Linked DNA regions of Bos taurus: region 1 is linked to region 2. A link is a contact called in public Hi-C data. All regions are on one chromosome and are shown on one strand. The core of a region is the stretch at or near the end of the contact, and the rest is flanking DNA. Distances in the headings are between cores, read along the strand shown. Region 1 has its middle 4.5 kb from the start of MKI67. Region 2 overlaps PTPRE (protein tyrosine phosphatase receptor type E).

What was found. Hi-C and Micro-C count contacts between places; a contact is called where the count stands out from the background.
Region 1: a contact with region 2 is called in a Hi-C map of an unstated tissue, with 3 times the contacts expected there. The contact joins two enhancer-like sites. A contact is called at or near these places in 2 of 11 Hi-C or Micro-C datasets (blood and an unstated tissue).

Annotation. Positions count from the first base shown.
Region 1 is chr26:47,539,897-47,544,723 of ARS-UCD2.0, reverse strand. No RefSeq gene overlaps it. Among named protein-coding and RNA genes, the nearest start is that of MKI67, 4.5 kb to the right of the region's middle. Within about 2 kb of position 3,518, at least 8 of the 102 cell types and tissues checked have an H3K27ac peak or open chromatin away from gene starts, as enhancers often do.
Region 2 is chr26:47,488,115-47,492,473 of ARS-UCD2.0, reverse strand. It overlaps PTPRE (protein tyrosine phosphatase receptor type E), which reads right to left. Exons shown (of 19, transcript NM_001205531.3): 13 at 4,101-4,194; 14 at 2,756-2,832; 15 at 1,842-1,976. Among named protein-coding and RNA genes, the nearest start is that of PTPRE, 34 kb to the right of the region's middle. Within about 2 kb of position 2,498, at least 7 of the 102 cell types and tissues checked have an H3K27ac peak or open chromatin away from gene starts, as enhancers often do.

The sequences.
Region 1 (4,827 bases), core at 2,269-4,768, 51 kb before region 2:
TTCTCTGACCCAGGATTTAATCTGACGTAATATTCTTTTACTCCCAGTTCATACCTGGGAGGGTGGGAATTACCATAGAAGACAGTCAGAGAGCTGTTTACTTTCCCATGTATTCTCACCTCAACCCCACCCTAATCGCCATTCGCTGCATTAGGTCTGCACCGTCAGAGCATATGCCCTCCATAAAAGACGTCCTTTTCCTGAAAACCATCACTTAGCCTTAGTTCTGCACTTGCATTTTTATTGACTGTTCAACAGTGAACCTTACTAATGGCATCTTCAGTCTCGGATTCTCTGAAGCATGGTCATTCCGAGTAAGAATGGGCAACCCCCAACCCTGAGCTCTTCCATATTTAAGACAAATTTTCTGCAGCCTCTATACTTGAAGACCTCTTCCGGGTTTGCTTTTACAGTTCTCTAGGGAAATCATTTTCTCTTTTGTCATGATAAATGCCTAGGACATTCCACTGCAATTTATGTCTTTATTTCTTAGGTGACAGTCTTTCTGCAGTATTAAGATAGGAGGTTGGCACTCTAACTTTTTAGCTTCGTTCTATCTTTAGCAACAAGTGCTCCAGTTTGGCCCATACTTTCTTCAAGGTACTTGATGCCCTGATGTGTGTATGGCTCCTCTCTCACTTTTGCTCCCAGGGCCCTGTCCTGCTCCACTTACAGTCTACCACCCAGAGGAACCATCACATCTGGAAACTTGGTTGCTTGTCAGTGTCCTGTATTTGTGAAGCAAATAGTTAAGCTTTGCTAGTTACTAACTGCCCAGTTCATCACGAGCAAAACTTCCTGTAGGAGTAGACATATGTAAAGGGCAATTTTTTAAAAACTGGTGAAAGAGAGTTGATCTCAAGGAAAATTACCTTTCCCGATGTTATGATGCCTTTGAATTGTGGTGCTGGAGAAGACTCTTGAGAGTCTCTTGAACTGCAAGGAGATCAAACCATTCAATTCTAAAGGAAATATAGCCTAAATATTCATTGGAAGGACTGAGCTGAAGCTGATGCTCTAAAACATTGCCCACCGATGTGAAAAGCCAACTCATTGCAAAAGAGCCTGATGCTGGGAAAAACTGAGGGCAGGAGGAGAAGGAGGCAACAGGGGATGAGATGGTTGGATGGCATCACCGACTCAATTGACATGAGTTGAGCAAACTGGGCGATAGTGGAGGGCTGGAAAGCCTGGCGTGCTGCAGTCCATGGGGTCTCAGAGAGTCAGACACGACTTAGTGACTGAACAACAACAATAAAGCTCGTGGATCTTTACTTGCATTTTGCAAGAGCCAGATACTAAAGACTGATTCCAGAGGACTTGCAATGATGAGACACGCTTTACCTCTGGGAAAGAGGTTTTATGAGATTCTCTCCAGGGGCACCATCTGGCCCTGGGATTCCAAGAATTATGAAAACCACAGAACTGAACGTTTCACATTGTTTTTCAAACCTTTGACAATGGGAAGAATGATCTTTTATATTAGATTATCAATTACCTACCTAGTTCAGCTACTCATATACCTAGAGGTAATAACCTTCTCCAGTAAGATCGTTTCCTCCTATGTCAGCTCCCCTCTGATGTGATGGTTTTGTTCCGCATCTTTTGGGGATGTCGGCATGCTGGCAGAGCCCCTCACTGTCCTTTGCCTGCTGATATGCCGGTGTCTCCATTTGAAGTGAAGCCACTCCTGGATAGAGATCAAGGAATCCAGTGTCCCTTCAAGGAATCCAGGGATCAAGGACCTGCTGTGCTTTCTGACCTTATTTTACTTTTATTTTCCCATTTTATACTCAAGCGACATTACTCTGGGAGTCTCACTGTGGGCTTTTGGGCCATCTTTGAAGACAGCTTTTTTGATCTTATCTGTCCCTTGCCCCCACCAATGTATGTCAGCCATGCATAGAATTTTCTCAGAGAGCTAGGGAGTTTTATTCTTTATACACATTTATCCAAGCTTTAAATATTCTTTGGCTTTATGCCTGGCTTTTAAAATTCTGCTAACTCTGCAGATCAAGAATTTATATATTGTTAAATAAATTGATAAAGAAAACTCAAAGACATTAAAGATACTTAGGGAAATGGCACAAAAAAGACTGTTGCCCAAAAGTAAAAAAGATGAAAAATTTAAATAGGTAAGGAAAAGTATTCGACCTTACCAGGACATTTTAAATTCAAAATGAAAAATAGATAACCAACAAAGACCTACTGTATAGCACAGAGAGCTATACTCAATATCTTGTATTGATGTGCAATGGAAAAGAATCTGAAAAAGAATATAGGTATGTATATATACGTATATATAGTTGCGCACCTGAAGTGATCACTTTATGGTTTACCTGAGACTAATACAACATTGTAAATCAATTATATTTCAATAAAAATTAAATATTAAAAAATGAAAATGAAAATGAAAATGGAAACAATATCCCATCTTTGGCTAATCAAAATAGCAGAGAATTTAAAATCTGAATGCTCAGAACTGGTGGTAAAATATGCATTTTCAAGCATTGCACTGAGTAGAAAAATTGTTGTAAGCCTTTTGAAAAGCATGCAATTTGATGACAAGAAGCAAATATTATTTGATCTAGAAACTAGATTTTAGGCAATATAAACTAAGGACATAATCTGTTATGTCAAAACAAGGTTTTTGCCAATATGTTCATTAGCCAATTACTTATAATAATAAAATGTTAGGGAAAACCTTAAATGTTCAAACACAAGGAATTAAGATTATCAAAGTGATATTCACCAAAAGTGAATGAGAAAATACTTATGTAATAATCCTAAATGAAAGTATAAGAAAAACTAGTGTGTGTTTATACAGATATGCACTGCTTATCATGCAAAATAACACTATACATAAAAAATATGACCGACCTTTGTGTGTGCCTGTGTGTGCATCTTGGGATAAGTTATTTTTTCTTCTACACTAGTCTATTTTTCAAATATTCCATAGCAACAACATATACTATTAGCTTTTTAAATTAAAAAATGTTTCTCAAAATTCCTTTCATGTGTTTTGGTGCGATGTTCTGTCCAGCTTCTCTCTCTAAACTCAAAGTAGAAACCAGTGCGCTGGTTCCCTTTCTCATTGGGCTCTTCAGTCGACTGTGGGCACAGGGTAGGTGCCGGGTGGCTGGAGCCATCCTTCACCGCTCGGGAACGTCCAGGCTGACTCCTCAATGTGGGCTCTTGAACAACCTGTTCTAGCTGTGGTTCAGCCTGTCTGCAAAGCCCACCTCCCCTTCCTCCCACAGTGAAAAGTTCCCTGGGATAGTGGGTGGAATCAACAGCCTTGAGGCTAGGAGGGATCTGGGCACCTTTGGAGAAGGAAGAACTCTAGGGGCTTGAGCTGGAAGTGGATTGGGACCACACAGACACAGACCAAGGAGGAGAGGCCCAGGTCACAGTGGCCTCTAGGTCCTGGCAGGAGTTTTTATTCAATTCTGAGAGCAGTTAGCAACCTCTGAAGGGTGTAGCCCAGGAAGTCACATGATCTGGGGACTGTTTGCAGCAGCTCCCTGTCTACTGTGATCAGATCCTCTCTAGAAGGTCCTGAGCTGAGGTCCCAGGGGCAGCAGGATTGTACCACACCCCTTCAGAGCTGGGACTAAGGGAATGGCTCCGAGGTGATGGGGAGTCTGGAGGGGGAGGTGTGGCCCCACGTGTGCTTGGACCCAGATGCAGTTAGCCTCCTAGGGGGGCCAGGAATGAAGGCCCAGGAGACCCAATGGGGACAGAGGCTGGCAGTCAAGTAGGGGCAACCCCACAGACACCTTGGTCACCATACCTGTGGAATGCTGCCCAAGGGGAGTGGTCGAGGAGTCCAGCTTCTGACTGAGATGAGAGGCGAATGGCATCCTGCATAGGGAGCCCAGGAGAACCGGGATTTAGGGCCTGGGGAAGCAACCCTAGCTTTGGGGCTGGAGATTGGAAACAGGCAGGTGCCCGGGGCGTAGTCAACGCCTGGGCGTGGGTGCTGGAGCTGACAGTGACCAGACACCGAGAGGCCCCCAGGGTCTCAGCAGGGCGGCTGACCAGCGCAGGAAGAGCTTGCAGGAGGCACTTCAGAAGGACCCCAGCCCCACCCTTGGCCGCCTTTCTTGTCCCAGATCCACGCCTGAGGGCTGTTTCCTCCTTTGACTGGAAGGCTGGCGGAGGAGCTGGGTGATTAAGGGGGTGGGGAGTGAAGCGGTGAGTCTAGGGCCGCTGCTGGAGGGCTCTGCGACCCCTACCTGCAGCCAGGAGTCCCGAGGCCAGGGCGCCTGGGTGGGACCCAAGAGAGCCCATGGACTGGGATGGGGCACCGGCCCGTGCGGAGGAGACCCTGCGGGGAGACCCTGAACTTGTGTGTGGAGGTGGTGGGGGGATGGGACGGGCCTGGAGGGGCGCCTCCCTCCTTGCCCCTTCTCTGCACCCCAGCAGGACCAAGTGTCAGTATACAGACCATTTATTGGAACAAGGATGACCAAAGAACACAAACGTCTCACAGATGGTAAATATTATACATATATTCAGTTTATTGGAAGTACACGCTCTAATCAGGCTGAGGGGCTTGGAGTTTACTGGAATCGTTGAACTGTCCCTTCATTGGGTGCGGAGTAATGCCTCTTCCGGAGTTTCTGGCAGGTGAGAGTAGGAAGGGTGAGGGCTAGGGAGATCAGCCCGGGGATAGGGACCCACCCCCCCAGCCCCCACTCCAAGACACTTTCTTAGGCTGATTGATTTCGCGCACGCATGCGTGTAGAGTATGAAGGTCTGGAAGTGGGTTCCCTGAAAGCTCCCAGGTCGGCAGACTCCTGTCCATCGGGGTCGGCGGTGCTT
Region 2 (4,359 bases), core at 1,249-3,748:
AATAATGGTGAATGAGCCACAGTTACAGGCAGCAACACAGCAAAATATTGAATGCATAACTCTGAGTGGAAAAGTCAAGTCTCGGAAGACCGTATACCTTATGTGAAAGTCACTCAGTTGTGTCTGACTCCTTGTGACCCCATGGACTGTAGAGTCTGTAGAATTCTCCAGGCCGGAATATTGGAGTGGGTAGCCGTTCCCTTCTCCAGGGGATCTTCCCAACCCAGGGATCGAACCCGGGTCTCCTGCATTGCAGGTAGATTCTTTACCAGCTGAGCCACCAGGGAAGCCCCATTGTATATCTTAGTGGTGCCCTCTTATATGAAGTTGAAAAGCAGACAAAACTAAATAGTAGCTTCTTGAGGAATATATTTACTCGATAAAAAAAGATTTCTTAAAAAGCTAAGGAAACGCCCACTAGGAGGGCTTAATTAAAAAGGTAATTATAAGTGTTGATGAGGAGGGGGAGAAACTGGAACACTTGTACATTACTGGTGGGGCCGCTTGCACAGTTAAGTGATATGAGTTTGCAATATAGTTATGACAGGCCCCAGCAGTTCCAGCCCCAGGCATCTACCTAAGAGAAATAAAACTGTGTGTCCACGTAAAAACTTGTCCATGAATGTTCAAAACAGTATTCGTAACAGCCCAAAGTGAAACAACCCAAATGTCCAAACACTAATGGATGAATACACAAAATTTAGGGCCATACTATTTAAAAAAAAGAGTGAGGAACTGATTCATGAATGAGCCTTATAAACATGCTAAGTGAAAGTGCTCAATCATGAGAAATAGGTGGCGTGATTCCATTTATATGAAATGTCCAGATGAGGCAAATTCACACTCAGAAAGTAACTAATCTGTGGTTGCAGGGATTGTGAGGGGGGAGTAGGCAGTGATCATTCCTGGGTATGGGGTTTCTTTTCAGGTGATGAAAATGATCTGGAATTAGTGATGTTGTACAACTCTGTGAACACACTAAAAACCACTGCACTATACCTTTTAGAAAGAGGAATTGCATGATATGTGTGTTATATCCCAATAAAACTGTTTTTAAAAAGGCAAAGAAGTAAAACCCCACGACTTCAGGGTAGTGGATGCCTCTTGGGAGAACGCCTAGGTAAGTGTATGTTATCAGCAACAGTTTGGTTTCTCACTTGGATGATGCTTTATTAAATAAAAACAAGAAGACTATGTGCCTCTGGATGGATCTCTGGGAGAAAAGAAATATTTAACCCGTTCAGTTCTACCAGGACTATATTAATTAGGCACACATTTCAATACCTCTGTCTTTTTGTCCCAAGAAAAGTGAGTAAAGGTCTTTTCCTTCAACAGGTTGTGACCAAATATGTATTTGTGGCAAACACAAAATGGCAGAAATTCAAGGCTGGTTAAAGGTGGCTAAGACGGTAAAGCGTCTGCCTACAATGCGGGAGACCAGGGTTCTATCCCTGGGTCAGGAAGATCCCCTGCAGAAGGAAATGGTAGCCCACTCCAGTACTCTTGCCTGGAAAATCCCATGGACGGAGGAACCTGGTAGGCTACAGTCCATGGGGTCGCAAAGAGTCGGACACGACTGAGCGACTTCACTTTAAATAAAATATAGGCTAAGAACAACAGCCAGTGGATAGTTACAATGAACTGGAGTTGGCGGGGGAAGGAGTTGAAATAAAACCTTTTTCATTTGCAGCCTCTCTCCCTCCTCAGTAGTCGTGGCCTGGCCTCACAGCCGATGGCAGGTGAGGCGTTCCCAGGGGACAGGCAGTCCGTCGGGTGGGCTGCACCTGGTGGGTGTGAGCAGCCCTGGAGGCCGCTGGGGCGGGGGTGGGGGGCGGGCTGACCTGCTCTCTCTCCTGCACCTCGGTCAGCATCACGATCGTGTGGCACTTCCACTCCCAGACCATCCTCCAGAAGTCCTCCACCGTGTGCGCCAGGGGCCCCTGGGTGGCGATGAAGTAGTCCTTCTGCCGGTAGCCCTTCAAATGGGAGACAGGTTCAAGTCTGGCTTCCTGCCACCGCTCTCCCACGCTGGGACATGTGGCTTTAGGACAGCCCAGGGCTGCAGGAGGGACGGCATTCAGGCTTCCGGGGCCTGAGCCGAGACCCAGATGGCACGTGCTCAGAAAACAGGTCAAGGGGCCCCTTCACCTCTGTACGGATGTAACAGGACCCTTGCTTGGACTGGCTTCGATTCTATTAATGCGTCTGTATGTGTCACAGCTAACTTAGCATCAAGGCAGGGCAGAGAGGGTGCGGAGTTAGAGGAAGTGAGTTAATTCCCCAGTCCTGGCTTGGTGCCCACGTGACCCCCTCTCCGGCACAGTGTTCTCTCATCTGTAAACCAGAATCCGAGCACAGACTTGACTGCAATGCTGTCTCCCACCCATTTAGCTCCGCTGTGCACAAGGCAGGCTGTGATGGGGCCTGAACTGAACTGTGGTCACAGGACAGAAAGCACGAATGAGCAGGGACAGAGGGCTGGAGTGTAACAGCCGAGCAAAAGAGAAGCTATGACGTATTAAAGGCAGAATGGAAAAGCAGCCAATTATTTAAAAGTGCACGTACATCCTCTACTTCAAAGTTCCTTATTCCTTTTTTTTTTCAGCAAGTGTTTGCTAATGAACTGGTTTGGCTTTCTGGGGGCGTGTCCACCCTTTCTGATTGTGAAAGCAAGTAGCTGAAGAGACTGAAATCATGGGGCAAAGGAGCTGCGTCCCCGCCAGGCACGCAGGCTCGGCGGGGGCCCGGCACTTACGTCTATAAAGGACGCGTTGATGTAGTCTGTGTACTCCTGGCCCCTCTTCATGGAGAGAATCACGCGGTTGAAGTCATCTGTAAAGCAGTGCATCCCCTGGGTCAGAAGCGACCCCATCCTGCCTGGCAAACTTGAACTCGCTGTTAGGAGCTTCTGAGACAAAGCTTATGGATAAAATCACTAAATACAGTCAACCCCTTGGAAGGTTTCCTTCCTAAACTAGGTTCCTTCAAGTGGCCGGGGGAAGCTGTGTTTTGTGAGCAAAGTTCTCAAATAACTGACTCATTGTCTTCATCAGTCATAAATTGAGGTGCTGGGCTGTGCTTAATCGCTCAGTCGTGTCTGACTCATTGGAACCCCGTGGACTGTAGGCCACCAGGCTCCAGTGTCCTTGGGGATTCTCCAGGCAAGAGTACTGGAGCAGGTAGCCTATCCCTTCTCCAGGGGATCCTCCTGATCAAGGAATCAAACCTGGGTCTCCTGCATGGCAGGAAGATTCTTTACCAGCTGAGTGCCCAGGGAAGCCCTAAATTGAGGTCATTCATACCAAAACGTAAGCATTAAAGTAAACTTAAGGTGTCAAAGGAGTGTGGCCGGCCAGGCAACTTGGCGTAGCCGGCCAGAGGCATCACAGCCATAGAGCCCCCGGGGTCTGAGGCTGGAGAGGGCCTGCCCAGACCCACGCACTGCCGGCCTGGGCAGGTCCATGTGAGGGCCTGCCGCTGCAGGAGCTGGAGTCCAGGAGAGGATGTGGAGGGGAGGTCTGGGTGAGCCCTTCCGCCTCCTCTCTTCCCCTGGGGTTCCTCCGATGCCTCTGCTTCTACCAGGCCTGTAGGTTTTCCGTCCCCTTAGACCTCAGGCTGCCCAGCGCCCGATGCCTCCCTTGCCCACGGTGTGCCGGCCCCAAGGCTTCTCCCTGGAAGATCTCAGCTGAGCTCCCTTCGGATCCGGCTGCACAGCATGGGCCAGGACCCCACTCTGTGTACAGGGGGGTGTCGTGCCTCCACCCGCTTGGGGGAAGACAGGATGGCATCTCGTAGAATCAGGAGGCACCACGTCAGGCCCGAAGCTCATCTTTCCATTTCCAGGAAGTCCCCCTCCCTGTCCTGCCTCCAAGTCCAGGTCACGAGATGCCTGCCTGACACGCGTGGGACAGCCTAGGTCACTCATGTCTTCACAGGTGGGCGTTCTCTTCCCCACACTTGACAGAGCTCCCCGAGGGCACCCCACCCCGGACCCCCGGTTTACAGGAGCAGGTGGTCAACGACCTTCCAGCGACTGAAGCCCCAGGATGCCCGCCGACAGCGCCTGCTGCGCGCGCCTGCCCTCCGCGGGCGGCCCTTACATGGAATGATCTGGATGACCCTGGCCTTCTTCATGTTCGCGGGCAGATTGCCTGTCCTCATGTTCTCCTTCATGATGCGGACGTTTGTCAGTTTCTGCAGCCAAGAGAGACACAGCCACGCAGTTAAAACCCTGATGTTCCCGAGAGACTGCTCAGCCTTCTAACCCCACTGCCATCAAGGACACCCGCTCAGAGGAAACTGTCTCCATCTCCAGACATGGCCCGAGTCTTGGGAGATAAAATGTGCATGTATGATATT